Linked DNA regions of Sus scrofa: region 2 is linked to region 1. A link is a contact called in public HiChIP or PLAC-seq data. All regions are on one chromosome and are shown on one strand. The core of a region is the stretch at or near the end of the contact, and the rest is flanking DNA. Distances in the headings are between cores, read along the strand shown. Region 1 has its middle 31 kb from the start of SLC39A10. Region 2 overlaps DNAH7 (dynein heavy chain 7, axonemal).

Region 1 (3,771 bases), core at 787-3,286:
CTATACTTTTTTTTGCCATACCCACAGCATATAGAAGGGATTGAACTTGCATCACAGCTGTGACCTGAGCCACTGCAGTGACAACACTGGATTCTTAACCCACTTAGCCACCAGGGAACTCCTGAACTATACTTTCGGATATAAACTCCCTGAAGCAGGAAACTTTCCTAAATATATTTGTACTGAATAACTGCCAGACACCCAAAGATCACCATAGTTTCTGAGAGGCAGCTTAGAATGATGGCTCACCAAGTTTTTTTTTTTTTTTTTTTTTGCCATTTCTTGGGCCGCTCCTGCGGCATATGGAGGTTCCCAGGCTAGGGGTCGAATCGGAGCTGTAGCTGCCAGCCTATGCCAGAGCCAGAGCAACGCGGGATCCGAGCCGCGTCTGCAACCTACACCACAGCTCATGGCAACACCAGATCCTTAACCCACTGAGCAAGGGCTGGGATTGAACCCACAACCTCATGGTTCCTAGTCGGATTCATTAACCACTGCGCCATGACGGGAACTCCAACCAAGTGGTTTTTGAAGTTGGATTCCTGCTCTGCCACTCACTGGATGCGTAAACTGATTAACCTCACAGAGGTTCAGTGTTCTCATCTGTAAAATGGGACTCACAGTTACCTCACTACGTTGGTATAAAGATTACAGGAGATGATACAAGTCAATACCCGACACAGGGCTGAGGAGACATTCATTAAGCCCAAGCAATATAGGTGGAGCCAGGACAGAGAGGAGGATGATAACTGTCAATAAATTAGGGTAGAAAGATGAGAAAATGAGGTTCAGTGAACTTAAGTAGCTTATCTCAGGCACACAGCTAGGAAGCGGTGGAACCAGTGCCAGACCTCATGGTTTTAGACTCCTAAGTCAGTCCAGTGCTGTCTCCATAATGAGTTGTTAAAGATAGATGGAGGTGGGCCAAACTTGACCTTGGAATATGGGGTAATCTCCCTGCTTCCCACCTCCCAGTATTTCAGGTTAAGTGGTATGTGCCATATTTAATCAAGGGACTGCTTACAGTTTTTGTTGTCAGTAAAATGGAACTGTGATATTTCTGCAAGTTTCTATAGCATCCAAGGCTCAGGCACCATCAAGAACTTCCATTTTTACACTACAGCCGACATTCAGTTTTCAAACAGCAGAAACCTCTTACAGAGGTCCCTGATAGCAGTCATTATATGCTCTTAGCTAAGAGCTGAGAATTGACAGAGGCTGACCTTTTGATCCTCATTGGATATGGCCAAAAAGCTATTTTTTAAGACTAAAAAAAAAAAAAAAAAAAAAGTTAACTCCCATTGAACCAAACATAGTAGATGATTTATAGACTTATTTGTATCATTACCACATCCCAGAGAATACAGTATATTATCTCTGCTTTATGATTTTTTTTCCCCAAGGTTATACACCATGTAAGGGAGTTAGGATTTGAATGGTGACTTCAAAGAAGAGTCTTCTAAGCTCCTCTTTGAGTATACCACACTGCCCTGCTCACAGATAACAAACTAACAAGCAGATATTTCATTCCATTTAAAACCCAACTAAAAATTTATTTGTTGAGATGTTACTCTGTCCAGCCCTGTGTGATAGCATCTTAAAACCTTGCTATGAAGTCTCAAAATCTTTACTTTTTAGATTGTGCTATTTTTGGGCAAGTTATAATTTAGGTTACTCAAAGTCACTGCGTGATATATCTACTAGACAATAATTATTTTGTGGAGGTGGGAGAGGGAAAGATTAAAAAAAAAATTCATGCCAAAGAAAGACCTTCATTGGCTCTTTAGAAATAGTATGAAAAAGAACATGAGATGGCATGTATTTTATTGGGATAACACACTTAGGGTGTAACATCAAATTCTGAGCAAGAACCAGATAGTGTAACTTTTAGACATTCTTGTGTCACCATGAAGTAATTTAGGGCTGGAGCAGGGGTGGCAAAATACAGCCTGCAGGCTAGATTAAGCCCACAAGGATATCTAGCCTGCACTCAGCTCCTACTGAGAACAAGCACCAACACCCAGCTGTGGGTGGATGCTGACTCATCGACTCAGCGGGTGCTCAGAGCCCCACCAGTGCCAGCTAGCTACAAAGAGATGGGAGAGGGCAGTGTGAATCTGGCCTCCAAGGCCCCTTCTGACTAGTAGCCTCCACGACTTGATGATGGAGCCCCGCCTACAACAGACCCTAGACTGGCCAGGCTCACTTGTGGAGACAGGCATGTGAAGTTGGTAGGTGGCAGCAGCAGAGGGGAGAGTAGCAGAGCTGCTGCAGAGAATGCTTGCCCTGCTTTTGCAAAACTTCAGTTCCCCTAGAATAACCTTTCAGTGTGTCTGTGAGGAATTCTTGTGTGCTTGGCACCAGTGTATGCAGGCTGGCTGCCACCCCTCTCAGGAATCTGCTGCTAGTCATTCACCAGGAACCACCAGCTCCATCAGAGCTGAATCAGGAGCCCACAGATGCCACAGCTGCACCTTGCTTTGCTGCATAATGGGGAAAAACGGTGTTCTTCCATTTTGTGTTACACTTTGTTTTTGCACATGCGCTCTTCAACCCCCTCCCCCACCCCAGCCATGCCTCAGACACAACACCTTGGGGGTCAGCCCTAAGACAAAGCAGAGCAATCAACATGATACTGGACTCAGAAACATTGCTTTTGCTGAAGGCCAAAGCTTTCCTGTTCTGTTAGGGCTGAGCCTTTTCCTAAGGGACTCAGAGTCCCTCATGCAGAAAGGTCTCTGGAGGACCAAGCTACCATCTTGCCAGATATATCCATGTCTGGATGAACCCTAGTAGTGGGCACAGTCTAGGTCACTAATCCCATTTATGAGGGCTAGACCCCATGAGTGAATCACCTCCAAAAGGCCCCACCTCCTCATACCATCACATTGGGGGTTAGAATTTCAACATGTATATTTTTTGGGGGTGTGGACACAAACATTCAGTCTATAGCAACAAATTATTAATGAAATTGTTAAAATCCATCTGTTACTGTCCCTGAGTCAATCCAATGTAAACAATTAGAATGCTAAGATTTTGCCTTATAATCACGGAAAATTATTTTTAAAAAACCCCAAGACTGCATATGACATAACATGAGGTGAACAAATGCAAAGGAAAATAAAATATGACACAGATTATATGGGAAAAGTAGTTGAAAGGATGGAAAATATTAAAGGAACTAATTTTTAACTCATTTTAGGCTTAAGAGGGATTACAGTTTTACAAAAGGGTCAAGCATGATGCACTTGCATTCTGTAAATAAAATTAACTTTAAATTTAAAAAATCAATATGGACAATAGAAAACTTTGACATATTAAACTATAGAAGAAAACTAACAGTAATATAGATTGGAGAAGACTATGTACTTAATTGTATCAGTCTCTTTTAACTTTCATTTTCAAGGTTATCACCCTTCAGTGAAGATAAACACTACTAAAAGCTTGTCAGCTCTTTTTGAGACAGGAAAAAGAATTCATTTTTCTGCCTGTCTCAAGGAGATAGATGTGGACATTGGTGTCCTTCTACAAAGCAGTCGATGAGTCTAAACAAGATGAAGTGGCAGCATGTTGACAGAGTATATTCAGAGGTGACAAGCAGTCTTGCAGACAGTGATGTTTTCTTCATTATTCTGTAGACAAGACTTTAGAGAGCTCTTACAATAGGAAAAGGGAAAAAAGTGCCATGCCAAGGTTGGAAGTTAGAGATGTACTGTGCCTTGAAGAGGGCCAGACAATGGATGTTTCTTTTGCTTGAAGGACAAGAAGCAC
Region 2 (3,620 bases), core at 549-3,048, 370 kb before region 1:
GTAGAACAGTAGAGAAGGAAATAATTAATTCCTTTCAGAGTGAAGGTTAGAGGAGAGGGGAAAATCAAGGAAGGCTGTGAGGGGAAGTGGTGAGTGAATTCATTTTGAAGGAAAAAAGAACTCCAGGCAGAGGAAATAATATGTAGCCAAGAGTGTGGTATGAAAATGGCATGATGTAGTCCAAGAAGTAGGCGTGGTTTGTGTTGCTTTCACAGATACTGTGAGGGATGGGAAGCAAGGGGTGGGAGGATGAAGAGGGAAAAAGGGCTAGGACTTGGGTAGCTTATCTAAGAACCAGAACTGTATATTCAGCTTAAAACACCATTCCCTCTAAAAGCACTGGAAGAGTAAAAATGTCTTTTACTTAGAGTGTTTCATGCTGAGTGAAATTCTTATTTTAATTTCATTGCTATTTCCCTGCCTCTTAACTGTCTTCTGAGCTCATGCCAGTTTTGCTTTCCCTCTTTTCTCTTGATTATGCCTCTCACCGGGCTCACTGGATGAGCAGAGATCACATCAGGACTATTACAGGAACCATTAGATCCAAGTGCCCTCAACGCCTTGCCCCTACATGTCACAACTCACCTCTCCATGAAGCCCTTCCTCCCTGCCTCCCCACATTGTCAGAGGGCAAGAGTCTGTCAGCCATTCACAGCTCTTCTCTCCACCTATGAGCTCAACCTCTTCACCAGCCATCCCTCTGGACCCTCGTTATCTCATTTTAAATCTCTCCATCCTCCGGCCCTCCACGTCATCAGCATCCACTCCCATCTCCTTCACCTCACAGCCAATTAATCTTAAAGAAATTTCTACTCATGTTATCTGAACTTCCTTAGCTCCCACTACTCTTAAAACAACAAAAAACCTCATAGTAAGTTCACTATTTGTATTACCCACAACCCAAATCAATAGGGAATATTTGCATATTACTAGAAGTTTCTGGGCACACAGGCCCATTTTAACTGTGTCCATCTCAACTAAATCTCTAGTAGAGACCTTGAAACTATAGGTTAGAAGTGATTCTTCATGATCTTGTCTTCTATACTAGATTGGAAACTGGTTGACAAGCAGTTATTGCATCTCATACATTCCTGTATCTCTGTCACTTAATACTGTAGTTGGGAATGTAATGGATGATCATTAAATGTGTATTGAATGAACAAGTAACTGAGCACAAATTTGCTTTTAATTAACTAGATGTCATATAGGTAATACTGTATTTTTCATGGAATGGGACATTTAAATAGTATACAGGAGTACCTTTAGGAATAAAATTTAATTATATGAGTTTTGTCTATGTTTCAGATTATGTGAGGAATTTGAGAAGATAGCTGAAAAAGCTCTTAGCACTCCTCCAAATACAGCAGAACTAATGGAAATGAAGGTATTATTTATAAACTCTCTATAGTCATGTATTTATATGTAAAGTGTTTTTTTCCCAGATTTGATCATTATTGACGTGATAATACAACAACAAATCATTCTAAAAGTTAAAAGAAAGGCCTTAAATAATCAGTCACACGCACTCACCCCCACACACGCTCATGTCTGAAGTTTGGTGATTCAGGCTGGGCACTCCTTGATGCTTCTTCAGGTCAGTTGGGTTCTCTCAGTCAGAGTTGGGTCAGCCAGTTCGCAGTTGGATTGATTAGTGTTATTATCTTTAGCAGCTTGACTCTGTCCCACTTGTCTCCCAAACTCCAGCAGGCTCGATCTGGGTATGTTTTCCTGGTATGGTAGAGGAACAAAAGCAAGCCCAATTGCATAAATGCCTTGCAAGTTTCTGCTTTTGTCACATTAGCTAATAGCCTGTTGCCCAAAGCATGTCATGTGGCCATAGCGTCAGTGAGAGGATGCTACAAGGATAGATAGTGGGAAAGGTGAAGTATTGGAGCTAATAATGCAGTCGTCTACAAGGGTATTTTTGAGAGCACTATTGAGAATCACTATGCTGGAGTTCCTGTTGTGGCCCAGCAGAAATGAATCTGACTAACATCCATGAGGACACAGGTTTGATCCCTGGCCTCATTCAGTGGGTTAAAGATCCGGCATTGCCGTGAGCTGTGGTGTAGGTCACAGATGTGGCTCTGATCCCACATTGCTGTGGCTGTGGCATAAGTCAACGGCTATAACTCCGATTTGACCCCTAGCCTGGGAACCTCCATGTGCCGTGGGTGCAGCCCTAAAAAGACAAAAAAAAAAAAAAAAATCACTATTCTGATAAGCATGAGCCAAGACTGTCTTGAGCAACCTGAGATACATGGTCATCCTTCATTTTTTCAGTCAGTAAATATTTAATTCTCAAGTAATATTTTATTTTGTTTTCTGTAGGCTTTCTTTGGTCAACATTAAAAATTTCTGTGGTAGTCTTGCTGAAAAATGTTTTGAGCATAAGACAGTACTGAAAATATTACATAAGTCTCACATCATTTTTCTTGCTACTTCTGTGCTTGATATCTACCTGATGGTGAATAAAATAATATAAAACACTTAGTTAATCATCGTTTCATTTTCTTCCTTTTCCATTCTTAGAACATTAAACTTTTACAGGATCTTCTTCCCTTTTTTAGCAATCTCAAGATCCAAAATAGAACCCTTTTATTTCTAGAATTTTATTTATTTATTTATTTATTTATTTATTTATTTATTTATTTATTTATTTTTGCTTTTTTAGGGCTGCACCCATGGCATATGGAAGTTCCCAGTCTAGGAGTCAAATTGGAGCTGTAGTGGCTGGCCTACACCACAGCCATATCAATGCCATATCAAGTCATGTCTGCAACCTACATCACAGCTCATGGCAATGTCAGATCCTCAACCTAATGAGCAAGGCCAGGGATCAAACCTGCATCCTCATGGATCCCAGTCGAATTAGTTTCTGCTGCGCCATGATGGGAACCCCCTAGATTTTAACATATTTAAACAAAACATTTTTTAAAACCCAGAAAAGTAGTTCCCGTCCATGGCTCAGTGGTTAACAAATCTGCCTAGGAACCATGAGGTTGCGGGTTCGATCCCTGGCCTTGCTCAGTGGGTTAAGGATCCTGCGTTGCCGTGAGCTGTGGTGTAGGTTGCAGACGAGGCTCAGATCCTGCATTGCTGTGGCTCTGGAGCAGGCCAGTGGCTACAGCTCCGATTGGACCCCTAGTCTGGGAACCTCCATATGCCGCGGAAGCGGCCCAAGAAAAGTCAAAAAGACAAAAACAAAACAACAGAAAAACATGTAAAATTATTCAAAATGTTGTATAGGTAGGAAATTACAAAAGAAGTTCTAATGATTATGTACATTCAATTATTCATTTAAAAATTTCAAATCATTAGAACCAACTTACATATCAACCTCTAAAGAGTTCTGTTTCCTCTGAAGTATTTGTACTTGGATTGGGTTTTTTATATGTATGTATACATGTATGTGGGAATATATATATATGGCACTAGATAGGGAGATGAAAAGGGAAGGCCAGAGAATGATAGATTTAGTGATTTAAAAGAAGGTAAAAGCATTTTTATTTTTATTTATTTTTTTTTTTTAAGGGTAGAGAGACTTTTTGGAGTGATAGAGACTTTCTTTCTTTCTTTCTTTCTTTCTTTCTTTCTTTCTTTCTTTCTTTCTTTCTTTC

What was found. HiChIP or PLAC-seq counts read pairs in DNA pulled down with a chosen protein or histone mark.
Region 2: a contact with region 1 is called in an H3K27ac HiChIP or PLAC-seq map of alveolar macrophages. The contact joins two enhancer-like sites. A contact is called at or near these places in 1 of 47 Hi-C or Micro-C datasets (epiblast stem cells) and 1 of 2 datasets of contacts at active chromatin or transcription factors (alveolar macrophages).

Annotation. Positions count from the first base shown.
Region 1 is chr15:99,551,611-99,555,381 of Sscrofa11.1, reverse strand. No RefSeq gene overlaps it. Among named protein-coding and RNA genes, the nearest start is that of SLC39A10, 31 kb to the left of the region's middle. Within about 2 kb of position 2,036, at least 23 of the 83 cell types and tissues checked have an H3K27ac peak or open chromatin away from gene starts, as enhancers often do. A contact at or near this core is called in alveolar macrophages, where this site is marked.
Region 2 is chr15:99,921,734-99,925,353 of Sscrofa11.1, reverse strand. DNAH7 (dynein heavy chain 7, axonemal) reads left to right here. Exons shown (of 67, transcript XM_021075816.1): 15 at 1,306-1,384. Among named protein-coding and RNA genes, the nearest start is that of DNAH7, 64 kb to the left of the region's middle. Within about 2 kb of position 1,798, at least 1 of the 83 cell types and tissues checked has an H3K27ac peak or open chromatin away from gene starts, as enhancers often do. A contact at or near this core is called in alveolar macrophages, where this site is marked.